Regions from separate parts of the Zea mays genome. Here region 2 is linked to region 1. A link is a contact called in public Hi-C data. All regions are on one chromosome and are shown on one strand. The core of a region is the stretch at or near the end of the contact, and the rest is flanking DNA. Distances in the headings are between cores, read along the strand shown. Region 1 holds the start of LOC100191399. Region 2 holds the start of LOC100216606.

Region 1 (7,240 bases), core at 599-3,098:
AGTGATTTCTCAGGACTTGTCCATATATTCAAACCAATATAGAGACCATATTATATCCATTTGCATTGTCTCACTGGTTATTTGACCTTGTGTTGAACTTTGTTCACTGATCATTATACACTATTCAAGTATGTTCATCATACTGAATTCCCTGTTCAACACTTAGCAAATTTGTTAGACCTTTAAATGTGTTGTTATCCAAATCACCAAAACTCACAAAAGGGATGAATGCACTTTCAGGAGTGATAGAGCAGAAGCTGTATCAATTCCAGTTGGAATAATTCCTGCAGGGTCTGACAACTCACTTGTCTGGACTGTTTTGGGAGTTAGAGATCCTATTTCTGCATCATTATTAATTGTTAAGGTATTACGAGTTTCAATATTTTTCTCAAACACTCCATCACCATCATTACTGTTGGTGTTCGATGGTGACTTCCTATATGAGGAGTGTCAGCAGTATATTTTGCATACTTGATTTTGTTCAAATAAGTCTGTTACTAAATCTTGTTCTCATGAGGATAAATTCTTTTGTGACAGGCTGGTTTCACAGCTCTAGATATCTTGGTTGTCGAGTGGACCAAGACCTTGAAGAAGCATTTGAAGGACTTTATCTTAATGACCCTTAGAGCTTAGGCCCTACACTTTGTAATCTCCTACTATTCTTCTTGTTCCTACTCTATTCTAGTGATCTGGACATCTGGTGATGTAAACTGTACTCTCTGTATTTAAGATCTCTTTATCTCTGATGTCATCTATCAAATGTCATATGTTTTAGTTTTAGGGTTTTGTGCTGTAAGTTTTACGGTTTTTTGTGCTATCGGTTTTGGGGTGTTTTTGCTAAATATAGTTTTGTGTTTGCGGGCTCGGGCTGGCCCGGGTCACTAAATGGCCCGTGCTATTCGGGCCGGCCCGGCATGGTCGGGCCTAGACCGTGCCGTGCTCGGGAAGAGGTTTGGGCCCGTCGGGCGGCCCGGCCCGGCACGGTTAAGTAGCTGGGCCTAACCGTGCCGGGCTCAAACGGGCCGGGCTGAGTCGGGCTCGGGCTGGGCCGGGCCGTGCCGCCCGTTTGGACATCTATAAGGTGGAGTACTCCACCACGCTGAGCACTGTTCCGCGTCGATTAGCAGTACTAAACTGATAACTACGCATAATCGGCCGACCGGCGGGCGCGGGGTGGTTACGGGGTGCCAGTCACTCGCCGGCTACGTCGTCGCCGCTAATCATCAATTCGATCGGTGGCGGCGGCAGCACCGGCCATCGCTACTGCTGTGCTTGGTTCATTCCCTCGTGCAAAAGATGGACAGTACGCTGTGCTGTACATTAATACGGATCCCTATCATGTCGAATTCGCGGGAGATCTGTGCAAAATCACGGGCAGGCAGGGTTGTCCTGGGTCTGCTCTGCTCTCTTTTCCGCTCGTCTCTTTCGAGAGGATGATGATAAAATAAATAAAAGGTGATGTGGAGACTCCCTCCTCCCGAACGGCCAAGCCTGTCTCTGTCTGCCCCCCTTGGAAAGCAACGGCTCACCGCAATCCGACTGCCATCTCCCCTAGTGCCTACTGCACTGCACACCACGCAAGGGCGCAAGGCCTAGGCCGGCCACGAGCCCACGACGGGCGCCTGCTTTGCTTGTGCCTGTGCTGCTGCTTGAAGCAGCACAGCAGTGGACGCGTCCGCCGTCCGCTGGCTTGCGTGTGTCAGCTGCGCGTTGCGGTTAGCCGGTTACTAGGCTGGGCACCCCCACCCCTCGCCGGCTGCCCGGTCTCTTCACTCCACATCCTAGTATCCCACAGGCCACACAGCCAACTTGGCTGGAGAAAGAGGTGTAGAGAGACTCGTCTCTAGCTCTCTGCTCCTCTCGGCTGGAGCGAGCGGTCCACTCCAGGGCTGGAGGCAGCCACAGCCAAGCCGAAGGCAACGAGTGGAGACCGGACACCGGAGCCGCGGAGCGGGAGACCATCCTTGACTTGTTTTTTCCGCCCCTTGGATGTGACGACTGACCGGATGAGACGCGCGCGGCCGCGCCTCTCCCCACTCCGCTGACCGGACCTGCGTGCCCTGCGACCGCACCAGCGCGGAGCTGCGTATCCCGCCAGCGGTGAGCCGGTGGAAGGACCCCGCCCGCCCTGCTCTTCTCTGCTCCAAATCCAAACCAGCCTTTTTCCCCCTCCGTGCGCCCACAGCAAAGCCCGATGAGGAGACGAGAGTGAAGAAGAAGAAGAAACCACTAGGCGCGGCAAGGATTTGCTCCGAGAGGTTCGCGTTCCCCCGATTCCCTATCCTCCTCCCCTGCTCCAAGATTTTTTTCCCTTTTCCCTTTCCTTCCCTCTCCGAGCGCTTCGCTTTTGCGGGTTTTTGCCTTCTCTTTTGCACCCAATCGACTCTCTCTCTCTCTCTCTCTCTCTCTCTCTCTTCCCCCGAAATATTACTATTTGCCATTGCTTGCCTTGCCGCTTCCTCCGACAAGGAAGAACACTTGTTCAGGACAACCCTGGGGTGAGGGTTGGTGCGAAGTGTCTGCTCCTTGCTGTTATATCCTCCGCTAATTGCTTTGCGTCCAAGGTTGTTTAAGGTTGCACGAATTGATTGGGCAACCGGCGGTAGTACTTTTCGTGCGCAAGATTTGGTTGGTGGTGTTCTTACCCTCTCTCGCAGGATAGCTGCTCTCTCTCTCTCTCTCTCTCTCTCTCTCTCTCTCTCTCTCTCTCTCTCTCTCTCTCTCTCTCTCTCTCTCTCTCTCTCTCGAAGATTTTCTTTGTCGAGGGAAAAGTTGGGTTTGGGGACGACAGGACCACCGCCGCCTACATTGATGACTTCTGCTACGTACTAGTATGTGGAGTACCTCTTGTCGTGTTGAGCATGTTTCGGGTTGGACCGAGTTCAATTCGTTTCCTTACAAGCAAAGACATATATTCCCCAGGCGTACTCCCTCCAGTCCAGAACCACCGCCGGAGTATTCCGAGCGGCATTTCCTGCATAAACACCGGTGCCAATCAGGAGGGTTCTGTGTGTTTCTGTCAGTTTAGTGATAGTACTCTTCAATAGAATCGCGCGATTTTGTTCATCTGTGTCCTTTCTGAAATCATCGTTTGTCTCCGTGCAATTCTTAGGTTCCATTCCGTATCCGGATCACCGTGCGGAAATTCTTGGTTGGTATGGTATGAGTAAATGCGATCTGCAGTGACTTGTGAGACAGGTTTCTGCACATTAGATTCACGAAAAAGTTGCGACCTTTATTGCATTCAGGAGTGTTGGTCGGAACTGCCAGGTTGCCTGCCGGATTTTTACCTTTTGGTTCCGATTTGTCCCGTGCTTTTATTAGATGACGATGACATGATAATCACACTGCTGGTTGGATAATGCAGAGTGATGCGCTTAAGGATTCACGACAATGGCTTCATTGGTGCCCGGTGTCCTCGTGAAGCTCCTTCAGCATATGAACACGGATGTAAAAGTCGCCGGCGAGCATCGCTCCTCGCTCCTTCAGGTTGTCAGCATCGTCCCAGCGCTCGCCGGGAGCGATCTTTTCACCAACAAAGGCTTCTACCTCAAGGTGTCGGATTCATCCCATGCGACCTACGTTTCCCTTCCAGAGGAACAGCATGATCTCATCTTGAGCGACAAGATTCAGCTGGGCCAGTTCATCCATGTAGACCGTCTAGAGGCTGCCACTCCTGTTCCCATCCTTAGAGGAGTTCGCCCAGTTCCGGGTCGCCATGCTTGCGTTGGCACCCCTGAGGATCTTGTGGTGACCAGCTCCTCCAGTTTTCATGGCAGCAAGAAAGCGCAACCATCAAATGGAACGAATGATGCCAGCATCTTGTCGCTAGAAAAGGAAACGAGCAAATTGGAGAAAATAAATGCTTCACGTAAGCTTACCGGGACGGAAAATAAGAAGCCGATGCTCACCAAATCAAACTCTTCACTGTCAAGACAAGCTTTGAATGTGATTGGTGATAAGAAGGAAGCGGTTAAATCAAAGGTGAAGCCAGCTATTACCAGGTCTACACCTTCATCACCAACCAGTGTCTATTCTTTACCTGCGTCATTCGACAGATTCTCTAATGATCTGAAACAGAGGAACAGAGTAAAAGGAGCAGAGAAAGCTTCATCTTCTAGGCTTTCCTTGTTAGAAAAGGCTGCTTCTGTTTTGAAGGCTACTAGTGCCGGGAGAAAGCCCTCTGCTGCCAATTCGATCAGTAGCTCTGTGTTAAGTATTGGATCAGGGCCAAAGGCCTTGAGAAGAAGCTGGGAAGGAAACACGGATATTAAAGGAAAAGGCAATTCAGAATCAAAGACAGCCAAACCTGACAAGAAGTCTGATAACAAGATGCCAATGGTATGTAAAATGCTGACTCTCTCTATCATTGTATAGATAATGCATTTAGTTTGTGTCACTAGTGACCACTGTGTTCAGCCACTTTCTTCAGGCTGGTTCAACGTTTAGAATTCCCAGTGATAATGGATCATACAATCTCATAATATCTGTTTATTACTATCTTGTCGATAACATCATGTGTGGCAACTGGCAAGGAAATGTGATGGCGTTGTTCTCATTTGCACTGACCATTTATTTTTACTCAAAATTAAAAAGATAATATGAACATTCTTAATATGCAGACTCCTAGACGAAAATCACCAGTGGACCAGAAGGTGCCACCTAAAGATGATAGCCAGAAAGCTGCTAGGAAGAGCACCGCAAGTGCTCCCTCAGATGACGCTGACAAAGCAGCCAAGAAGCATATTCCTACTGTAAAGAGAACATCTGGGGTCTTAGGAAACTCGAATGTTACAAATCTAGTGAAGATTCCTCCCAACCGCAAAAAACTAACAGATATTAGCACTTCATGGACATCACTCCCTCCATCACTTGCCAAACTAGGAAAGGTATAGCTAAAATTCATTGACACAGCTGATATGATTTTAAACTTTTTGCTTGCACAGTATTAAGCATTTCTGAGTATTTGAAATTTTGAATTGCCATACCCTGTTGTCTCTGTGGCAGGAGCTTCTTAAGTACAGGGAATCGGCACAAATAGCTGCTGCTGAAGCCATGCAAGAAGCTTCCGCTGCAGAGAGCTTGCTCAGATGTTTGAGGTACTTTTTTCTTCCGGATACAAGTCCTATGGTTATGACAAGTTTTGTATGTTTTCTAACAAGTTCTAGGCACATTTTCTTATTGGTAGACTACTACGACATACTGTTTGATATATTTCCTATGACTCCGACCGATCCATTCCTTGATCCCTATCTTGTAGCTCCTAATGCTTGTATTCTTTTCTAAACAGCAACTTTATTATGTACTTAAATTGGTCAAAGCATCCCCTAGCTTCTATAGATAACTATAAAAGTATGTTTGATACTTAGATGGCATCACATGCTTGATGATCTGTCTATTAAAATAAAGTAGAAGAGAATCTTATGGTTTGATTTGGAAACCTGCCATATTTTGCTAGCTTCTATCCAGCTATGCAGATGATGTGGCACCTACTGGTATCAGCGTACTCTGCTTCCAGTTAATTCAAATTAGGAAAAAAAATCCTCATAAATCAATCTTCTGCCAAATTTCCACATTGAACTTACACTTATGCGCTCTCATGCCGTTCCATTATTCTTGAAATCATTCGATAGAAATGAGTCAACTATGCTCCAAGGACAAGCCTTGTGAAGCCTTCAAAGATCACATGCATCTGGCCGTGGACAGCCTTGATTGCCTGTCCCCGTGCTGACGAACATGCTAGATACAGGGCATGGTGATCTGGAACCAGAACATGTGGCACCACCTGTGCTTTTAGCAAAGCCTGCTGTTCATTGTCACATGGTTGGTTTCTGATTGCACCTCACTGGGGGCAAGATCATGAATAACCCGTAGGTCTCAATCTCATGGCCCAAATGTCTCAGTTCGAGCTGTCTAGCATGTTGCAATAGTGTTATCAACCAGCTCGGTTCCTCCCTTTTGGAGCTCGAGACCCATGCTGGAGTGGTCACTGCTATCCATCTTCCTTTTTTCTGATCTGAGAGCAGACGTTAGCTATGAATGTTTTCACATACAGAATGTTTTTTTCAAATAAAAAAATGCTTTTTACACATAAGATTAAATCGCATAGGTTAACCTAGACTTTACCGAAGACCTGAAGTTCGAAACCTAATAATTGGCATTCTGAGTTACTACTATATGTGAACATTTGTGAATTGCCCATCTGGACATGCTAGAAAGTACAACCTTGCAGAAGGTCCAACCCAGAGAACAGTGAAAGAGAAATCTTGTACTATCTCCGTTCTTAAATTTATTTTAAAATATATTTTAAATATATGACACCGTTGACTTTTAAAAAAAAACTTTGACTGCTCTTCTTATTCAAAAAATCACGAATTATAATTTATTTTGTTATGATTTGTTTTATCACTTAGGCCTTGTTCGTTTACGTCGGATTGCACCCGGAATCGTTCCAGCTCATCAAAGTTTATATAAATTAGAGAAGCGATCCGGCTAGGAATCGTTCCGATCCACCAATCCGACGGAAACGAACAAGGCCTTAAGGTTGTTTGAGCATGGTTTAAAATTTTACATTTTTGAATACATATTTTGAATAAGATGAGTGGTCAAAGTTTCAAAAAAAGTCGTCATATATTTTGAATAAGAACGGAGTACTGTGGTATACATGTTTGCATACAGTTGATGCCTTGGCTTGTAGTGTATATATGTTAGCTTTGCTTGTTGGCATGCAGATGGTCCAGGACATGGATCAACACGTTTCTGAACTGTCTCCGAATGCTATTGTACTGCATAATGATGCTTACAGATGCTGTACAGGAAGTTTCTCCTGCTGTACTTGTAGCTGCATGCTGTTGTCTTCTACTGAAAGTACCTGTTTATTTACATTGCTAGCTGTATATTCTCCAGTTAATCCAATGGTTGATAATCTCGAAATCACTGTATAGATTTCAACTTGGTGTCTTGAGTCAGAAGAACCTGCCACTTTTAGCTTACCGCGATTATTTGTGTTGGAAAGTTCACGGCAGAGCTGCAGCATTTTTTTTTGCTACCAATGTTGATTCCAGTTACTAACCGTACATATATCTAACTGCATTGTATGTATTGGCCGGAGCAGCTCGTACGCGGAGGTGAGCTCCACGGCGGAGGAGCACAACCCGCAGCCAGCCGTAGAGAAGTTCTTCACCCTCCACGCCGCGCTTTCGCGCGCCACGGTGATCACCGACACCCTCACCAAGTCTGC
Region 2 (7,481 bases), core at 3,126-5,625, 150 kb after region 1:
TGCGGATGATGAGGTTGTCATCGTCCGTTCCACCCAGTTGGCAGGCCAGATGGTAGTCCGCGAGCCACAGTTCCGGTCTCGTCTCCCCCGAGTACTTTGTGATAGTAGTCGGGGGTCGGAACCGGGTCGGGAACGGCGCCCGTCGTATGGCCCGGCTGAAGGCCTGCGGACCGGGTGGTTCGGGCGAGGGACTCCGATCCTCCCCGGTGTGATCGCAGTGATGGTGCTCGTTGCCGAGGCGACCCGGGGCCGCAGGCGCTGTGTTGCGCGTGCGCCCGGTGCAGACCGAGGCTTCCCGCATGAATCGGGAAGTCACGGCACGATGTTCCGAGGGGTTCCCCTGCCTTCGGGAGGCGGAGCTCTCGGCCCGCCGGACCGCGGCGCCTTCCAGGAGATTCTTGAGCTCTCCCTGGATTCACCGCCCCTCGGTGGTTGATGGCTCCGGCATTGCGCGGAGGAGCATTGCTGTTGCAGCCAGGTTCTGGCCGACCCCACTGGATGCGGGTGGCGGCCTGATCCTGACATCGTCGGCGATGCAGTGCTGGAAGCCCTGGGGTAGATGACGCATTTCTCCGGCCGGAGGTTGGCCCACCCATGCCTGCCCGACGTCCCGGCGGATTGGCTCAAGCGCTCCTGCTCCCTCGTCGAGCCTGGCCTGCACCCCGCAGATTTGCTCGAGTTGTGGGTCGTGACCCCCCGCCGGAACGGGGATCACAGCTAGCTCCCGCGGGATGTCAACGCGAGGCATCGGCCTAGGGAGATCACCGTCCTCCGGCATGCCGAGATGGTTGCCTTCGGAGGGGCCCCCTAGATCGACGTGGAAACATTCGTGGCTCGGGCCGCAGTCCTCGTCGCCGAGGCTACGGCTACCGTCGGAACAGTCGGAAAGGCAGCAATCGCATGCGGTCATGAAGCCCTGCATGGCACTGGGGTTGCCAAGTCCGGAGAAATCCCAACAGACGCTGGGCTCGTCGTCTCCCTCGGACCCAGAGGGCCCGTAGGTCGAGACGTCCGTCAGCCGGTCCCAAGGTGACCGCATACGAAACCCCAGAGGGTTCGGATTCGCCTCTACGAGGGCGTCCACCAAAGCGGAGCCGCTAGACGGGTCGAGGCTAAATCCGAAAGACGTGGGATGGGAATCGGTCGGTACCTCTTGGTCGACGGGCGGTGATGAGGTCACGTCGGGGACTGACTGCACCGTCGTCTCAGGTATGAGGGCGACACCCAGCAAGCCTTTCGCGAGCGTGCTGGCGTCGTCCGTTTGCTCGGGATTGACGCGTCGCGGGGAGACAGCGCTCGTCTTCGTCTCAAGCGCGAGGCCGATGCCCGGCGCGCCCCCCGTTGGAGTGCTGGCGTTGTCGACTCGCTCGATGGCCGACGAGGCGCCGCCTCCTGCTTGGCCTTGGTTGCCCCGCCTCCTCCTCCTCCGTCGACGGGGAAGAGGACGGGGCGAGCCCGAAGGTTGTTCTTCCACCACGCGGGGAAGACGTCGTCGATCCCGCCGCTGGCGGGCGGACTGTCGGCCGCCACCGTCGCTGTCGCCCGACACCTGTTTCTTGGTCTTTTTCATTGGCTATTTGTGAACCTTTGGCACCTGTAGAACTTTATAAACTAGAGCAAACTAGTTAGTCCAAATGTTTGTGTTGGGCAATTCAACCACCAAAATCAATTAGGAAATAGGTGTAAGCCTAATTCCCTTTCACTACTGTATGAAGGCATGATGCCTGTGCGGCTATCCCTAGCCACGCGGAGAACAGCCCCAAGGGTATCTCGTGAGCGGTTAAGGTGCGTTGTCCGAGACACCATCATCAGGCCCAGAACTCCTCAAGAAGGCGCAGAACCCCTGTGCGCACAAAGCCGGACCCACAAAGTAAAGCAACCTGGAGCCATTGGGTGGAGTTCGGACCCCACCAAGTAAGCTCCGGACCACCCATAACAAGGTTCTGGGGGAGGAAGCGCCGTGGCCTAGGCATGGGTCCGATGCTGACACGTGTACGGGCCCTATTCGGTACGCCTCCGCTCCCCGCTCGGCCGAGGGCCCGATACTGCCACATGGCTTATTGCCCGTGACGTAGGCCAGCGAGCGGAGCATGACGTAAGAACTCTGGGCCGTGCGGCCTCCGCATTTATTGCGGAGGGGATGCACCGCCTGCCCGCCCTACTGATAGGTGATGTGCCCCTTCGGCATTTAATGCGTCCTGTCCACTCCGTTGGCAGACGACGCCCAGGCCATGTAGCAGGCGGCGTGCCCGTCTAATCCGAACAGTATGCTCGTGCTGTAGGATACGCAAATACGCTATGTCCACGAGCACTTGTGCATTACCAGGGAAGCTTCCCCAGCAGACCAAGACTACGCGAACCGCGGGTGTCACAACGCGAGAAGATTGCTCCAGCAGACAGCTATTGCTGCCCCAAGTCTTACATCCATCGTGCTCCTGGACCCATATGTCGGGGCTCAGGACTCTTGTACATGCCCCTCTTGAGCTATAAAAGGGGAGCATGCAATGTTACAAAGGGACTCAGACGCAAGTCATCCAGGCTTACACCCAACTCAAGCTCTCAAGCAATACAACACACAGTGGAGTAGGGTATTACGCTTCGGCGGCCCGAACCACTCTAAACTCTTGCGTATTCTTGTGTTCATTCATACCTCTCGCAACAGGCAAAACGCTTAAGCCCCTCCACATCTTTGGACTTAGGGCGGGTGCACTCTGCCACCCGGTCAGAAAATTTCCTCTCCGACACATGACTTTACAAAATCCAAGTTTGATAAAGTTAGAAAAAATTACTCGTCGTACCACTACCACTGATTACATAGAAAAAAAAAGGTTTTGTTATTATTCTTTCACGTAACTCTTTTTCTTTCTCTCCTTGCGACACATTAGTGGAGGAACCTTGCAGGCTGCCCCAGCCATACCTCGTGTCATCGTAGCCTTGTCAACCTAGCTTGCAGCATCGTCCGCTCGTTCGCCGATGCCACGCCAAACTGGTGCATGTGTGCCTGTTTGGCTGTTTCCCCTGGCCCCGACCTCGTCGGCTCCTTAATCGCTGGAGGAAGAAGAAAAACACGCGGCGAAGAAGAAAGCAAAAGGAAATAGAGGATGATTACCTAACATGTGGAGTTTGGATCATCCTTTAGACCATCTTTTATGTGAAATTTGAGAGCTCCTAGTGTATTGAAAATTGTTTTTGCACCTCGAGGACTAGTTGAGTAAATTGTGTTGGTTATTCTCTTGTTACTCTCCAAAGAGCAACTCTTGTGGGATTGTGGCCGGATGGAGTGTTACTATAGTGTGGTTCTTACGATGCTCGAGTGTTGGGTTTGACATGTGATACTAATTAGTGTGTGAACCATTTAGCTTGGACTCACCATAATGGGAATGTGAGTTATTAGCTAGCATCAGAATATAAATAATAAACCATTGTATTTTTTCAGTTACCTGGTTTTGTTTGATTGCTATCACACTTATTTTTCATTCATATTATTCTCTCGTGTGGTAGTTACTTGGGTAACTATAGAGAAGTTCATGTTGTAAAAGTTATGTCTCTATAGTAACTAATTAAATAACTGATTAAATTTGGATGAGTGAGACTAATATAAAGACTTAGCAACTACTCCTTCCATTCCCTATCTTAAGGCACTGAAGGTTTATCATAAGTTGAAGTTTTAAAACTTTGATCAATAATATTTACAAATATATTGTGCTAGATGTTTTAATAATAAATATAACAGTTTTATTTTATTTAGTCAATGTTTATAAATATTTTGTTATTAATGGTCAAAGTTTTAAAATATTGACTCAGGACAAACCTTCGCGACCTTAAGATAGAGAATATAGGAGTAGTTGTTTAAAGAACTTGTTGTTATGAAATAGTGCCAGAGCAAGTATTCTGTTCTTACACCATCTCTCATATTAATTAAGTTTATTTTAGTATCTTATGGTATTGAAAGAAGTTTTATAAACTATTTATATCTCTCTAGCTATATAAACCCTTATAACTATCTATAATTTAAATTTTACTTTGTGACTCTAAATAAACAATATTTTGTATGTCACTGGCTCTCTTTAGTTGTACGTACTGGGCCTGCCGTGCGCCGTGCACCGCACACCTTTGGGAACACGCGGCTCCGGCCACTTGCAACGATCACGAGCGCATGACGTTGGCCCCACGCCACGCACCACGCTTCGCGGCCCATCCACGCCGTCGATCGCCCGACGGACTGCCCCCGATCTGGGAGACTCCCTCGAGGGCCCCGTGTGTCCGACGTCCGTGTGGGTCCGGCACGGGCGAGCCAGCGCCATCAACCGGCCAACCTCCGCTGTGCCTGCACTGCATCTTTACCACTAGTCGCCGTGCCGTCCCCTCCCCTTCTCTCTCTCCTCGCTCCCCACGCCACGCATCGCCTCGTCGGAACGGAAGGCGGCAGCGCTGCGAGCAAGGGAGGGAGGGAGCGGGGATGAGGATGCTGTCGAAGGCGTGCTCGATTGTGGCCTCCTCCCTCCCGCGCTGCTCCTCCTCCGCCGCCGCCCCCACGGTCGCCCTTCTCTCTCACCTGTACATCGACTCTTCCCTTTTCGCGGTGGTTCTCGGCGGGGGGGTTTGGATCTGGGTTTGGGGATTTTCATCGCGTCGCGTCCCCGTGACCTCCAACTGCCTCGGTTCCAACGGAACAGTCGTTTCGCACGACAGCCCCTGGCTTCCCGCGCTATCGCAAAGATGCCGAGCTGTTTATCGGTTCTATAGTACATCCCTACTTCCCTTTACTCGAGCTAAGTAGTTTTTGTATTGATTTGCACGGTATGGAGATGGGTTTGGTGGTTAGTACCCGTTGCGTGAGTAGTTTCTCTGTGAATTCACGGTCTTGACAAATTTTGGCTTGTTTATGTTTTTTTTTTGGCAGATGAGGGGGCAGCCGTCCTTGCTGCCAAGCGTGCGGAAGCAATGGCCCGGGAAGCCACTGCTGTATGGAATCGGCACCCTGTTGGTCATGCCACTGAGGACACTGTATGGAGTGGGTCGTGTTTTTGGCGCAGGACGGTTTCTCTGCAACATGACCAACGTCTCTTCGTCGCTGCAAATTGAGCTTGTAAGTGGTCTGAAATACTCGTGTGACTTCTAGCTAGCTATTGAGTATTTAGGAGTCTATTGTTTATTAATATTTGCTTAATGCTTATCGATGTAAGCACCCTGTTTTTGTATTGATATGGTGGTGCTCTTTAGGAGAGAATCCAGTGGTAAAAACAGTTGGTTCTGTGGATTTTATTTTATTTCAATCAGTTGTGATGAGTTTCTTACAATTGGATGCCATTGCTTTGTAGAAAGAAAATACAAGGCAATTTTAGTAGAAAAGTGCTGATGTCCATGAAAAGAAGTCTCATTCTCGATCAACTCTCTCTCACTGCTTTGCTCATGCTTGCCGTTTTGCTCTGTTTCCTCTGTTCTCTACCTAACTATGATGTTAAGCTGAATCTATTACTGACATTGTTAAGCTGAAGCATGCATTGGTGGGCACATAATTTGCATGTTATTTTCACAGTTTCCTCCACACAAATGACAACCTTTCTTTAGATGGAACAGCATGACTCCTAACCTAGATCATCATAGTGGATATCATAAATAAATAGTAGACATTGTTATGAATAGCGGAAACAATAAATAAGACATTTTTTGAAGGCAACGACTAATATGCAAGCAGTCGGTGCAAGCGTGCAAGCAACTTTCTTGGTCTGTTAGATCTAGATCCAACCGTATGTGCAATCATGGTTTGTTAGGGGTTTTTTTATAAAGTTACACGAGGTAGTGGTGGGATGATTTAAATGCTAAATATGGCATACGGTTAAATCTAGATCTAACGGATCAAGAGACCTGCTTGCACGATTGTACCTAATGGCTGCTTGCATATTAGTCGTTGCCTTTTTTGAATGGTTTTTTTATTATCAGCTGTTACCATGAATTTGTTGCTCTTTACATAATTACCCTCCTATATGTAGATATTTCTTGTCATTCAATCAACATCTGTCCTGGTTCATATGCAGGTACCATGCCTTCGAGATAACTATGCGTATATCCTGCATGATGTTGATACTGGAACAGTTGGAGTAGTGGATCCTTCTGAGGCTATGCCTATTATAAATGCATTGGAAAAGAGAAACCAGAACTTGACTTATATACTGAACACCCATCATCACTATGATCATACTGGTGGAAACTTGGAATTGAAGGCAAAATATGGTGCAAAGGTATAGCTTTGGGCTATTTTATTTGTTCTTTCTTTTTCTGTATCGTTCAGTGACTCTGATACAGTATGTGACAATGACACAATCAAAATGGGTTTTTGTTATGAGCTAAAGTGAAGACAATAGTGCTATACCCAATGATGGAGTTATTATGAGTGTTTTTTAAAGTATATTCTTATCAATAAAGTATCTGTTAAATTCGACAATACTTATAGTTTTCAAGATTGAATTATATAACTGAAGTTTAAAACAGAGCAGATACTAATGGCTATGCCTCAAGTTTGAGTATGTCATTTGCCTACAGTATCAAATCAAAGTTTTGATGATTTTCTAGGTGATTTGAAGGAAACTGTTTGACGCAAATATTTTTTCTTTAGTTTTCATTGTTTCTACACTGGATTGCTCCTGCCACCTGAAATACTTAATTGCATATAGAATAAGATTGGTGTGTCTCATTTAGTCTTCTGGTGATCATATGCATTTTAGGTAATTGGTTCTGAGAAGGATAAGGACAGAATACCTGGCATTGACATCACGCTTAAGGAGGGTGACACATGGATGTTCGCTGGCCATCAAGTTCTTGTACTGGAAACTCCTGGGCATACAACAGGTGTTTGATGGAAAATTTCTTATGACTCATCTTATATTCGTTCTTGCCTTCAAAGTTAACTCCTGCACTGCACATGAAGGCTTTTCGTTAACTTTTCATGTATTTTTATTAGGTCATGTGTGCTATTATTTCGCTGGTTCTGGAGCTATATTTACAGGTGACACCTTGTTCAATCTATCATGCGGAAAGCTTTTTGAAGGGACTCCACAGCAGGTTTTTCACTTGCTTGCAAATATCTTCATTTACATGTATGTTGTGTGAAGGTGCTACTGGACTTCTGTGACAAGCTACTCCTTTGTAGTGCTTTTATTTCACTAAAGAAGTCTCTTAGTTGTGAACAACAAACATTTTTGTTGGAGTTTCTTAATTTTTTGATTGAACTTAAATTATTTTCTCAGCTGCAACTATTAGAACCTATAAGCATGAGTAAGCAAGATATGTGTATAGGTTAAAAATGGTTCATGAACTTGAAAGACTGAGTTTGTTCTACATTATGTCAGTATTTGTACTTTCATTTGTTTGAACATAGGGATAATTGTGATTAAATCTAACGATTATTATGATTTAATGGGCTTTAGTTATTTAATAAAGATCTAGAAGGTTGTGAACTCTTTGTAGTTTAATTTATCATC

The links. A called contact is a pair of places that touch in the nucleus more often than the background predicts.
Region 2: a Hi-C map of leaf mesophyll shows a contact between it and region 1, with 3 times the contacts expected there. The contact joins the promoter of LOC100216606 here to the promoter of LOC100191399 in region 1. A contact is called at or near these places in 9 of 25 Hi-C or Micro-C datasets (bundle sheath, ear, leaf and 3 more).

The regions. Positions count from the first base shown.
Region 1 is chr7:146,372,619-146,379,858 of Zm-B73-REFERENCE-NAM-5.0, forward strand. It overlaps LOC100191399, which reads left to right and starts at 1,849. Exons shown (of 5, transcript NM_001358448.1): 1 at 1,849-2,258; 2 at 3,368-4,341; 3 at 4,623-4,889; 4 at 5,008-5,099; 5 at 7,115-7,240. The coding sequence starts at 3,394.
Region 2 is chr7:146,524,776-146,532,256 of Zm-B73-REFERENCE-NAM-5.0, forward strand. It overlaps LOC100216606, which reads left to right and starts at 4,376. Exons shown (of 8, transcript NM_001143019.1): 1 at 4,376-4,557; 2 at 4,904-5,089; 3 at 6,039-6,242; 4 at 6,726-6,849; 5 at 6,962-7,062. The coding sequence starts at 4,904.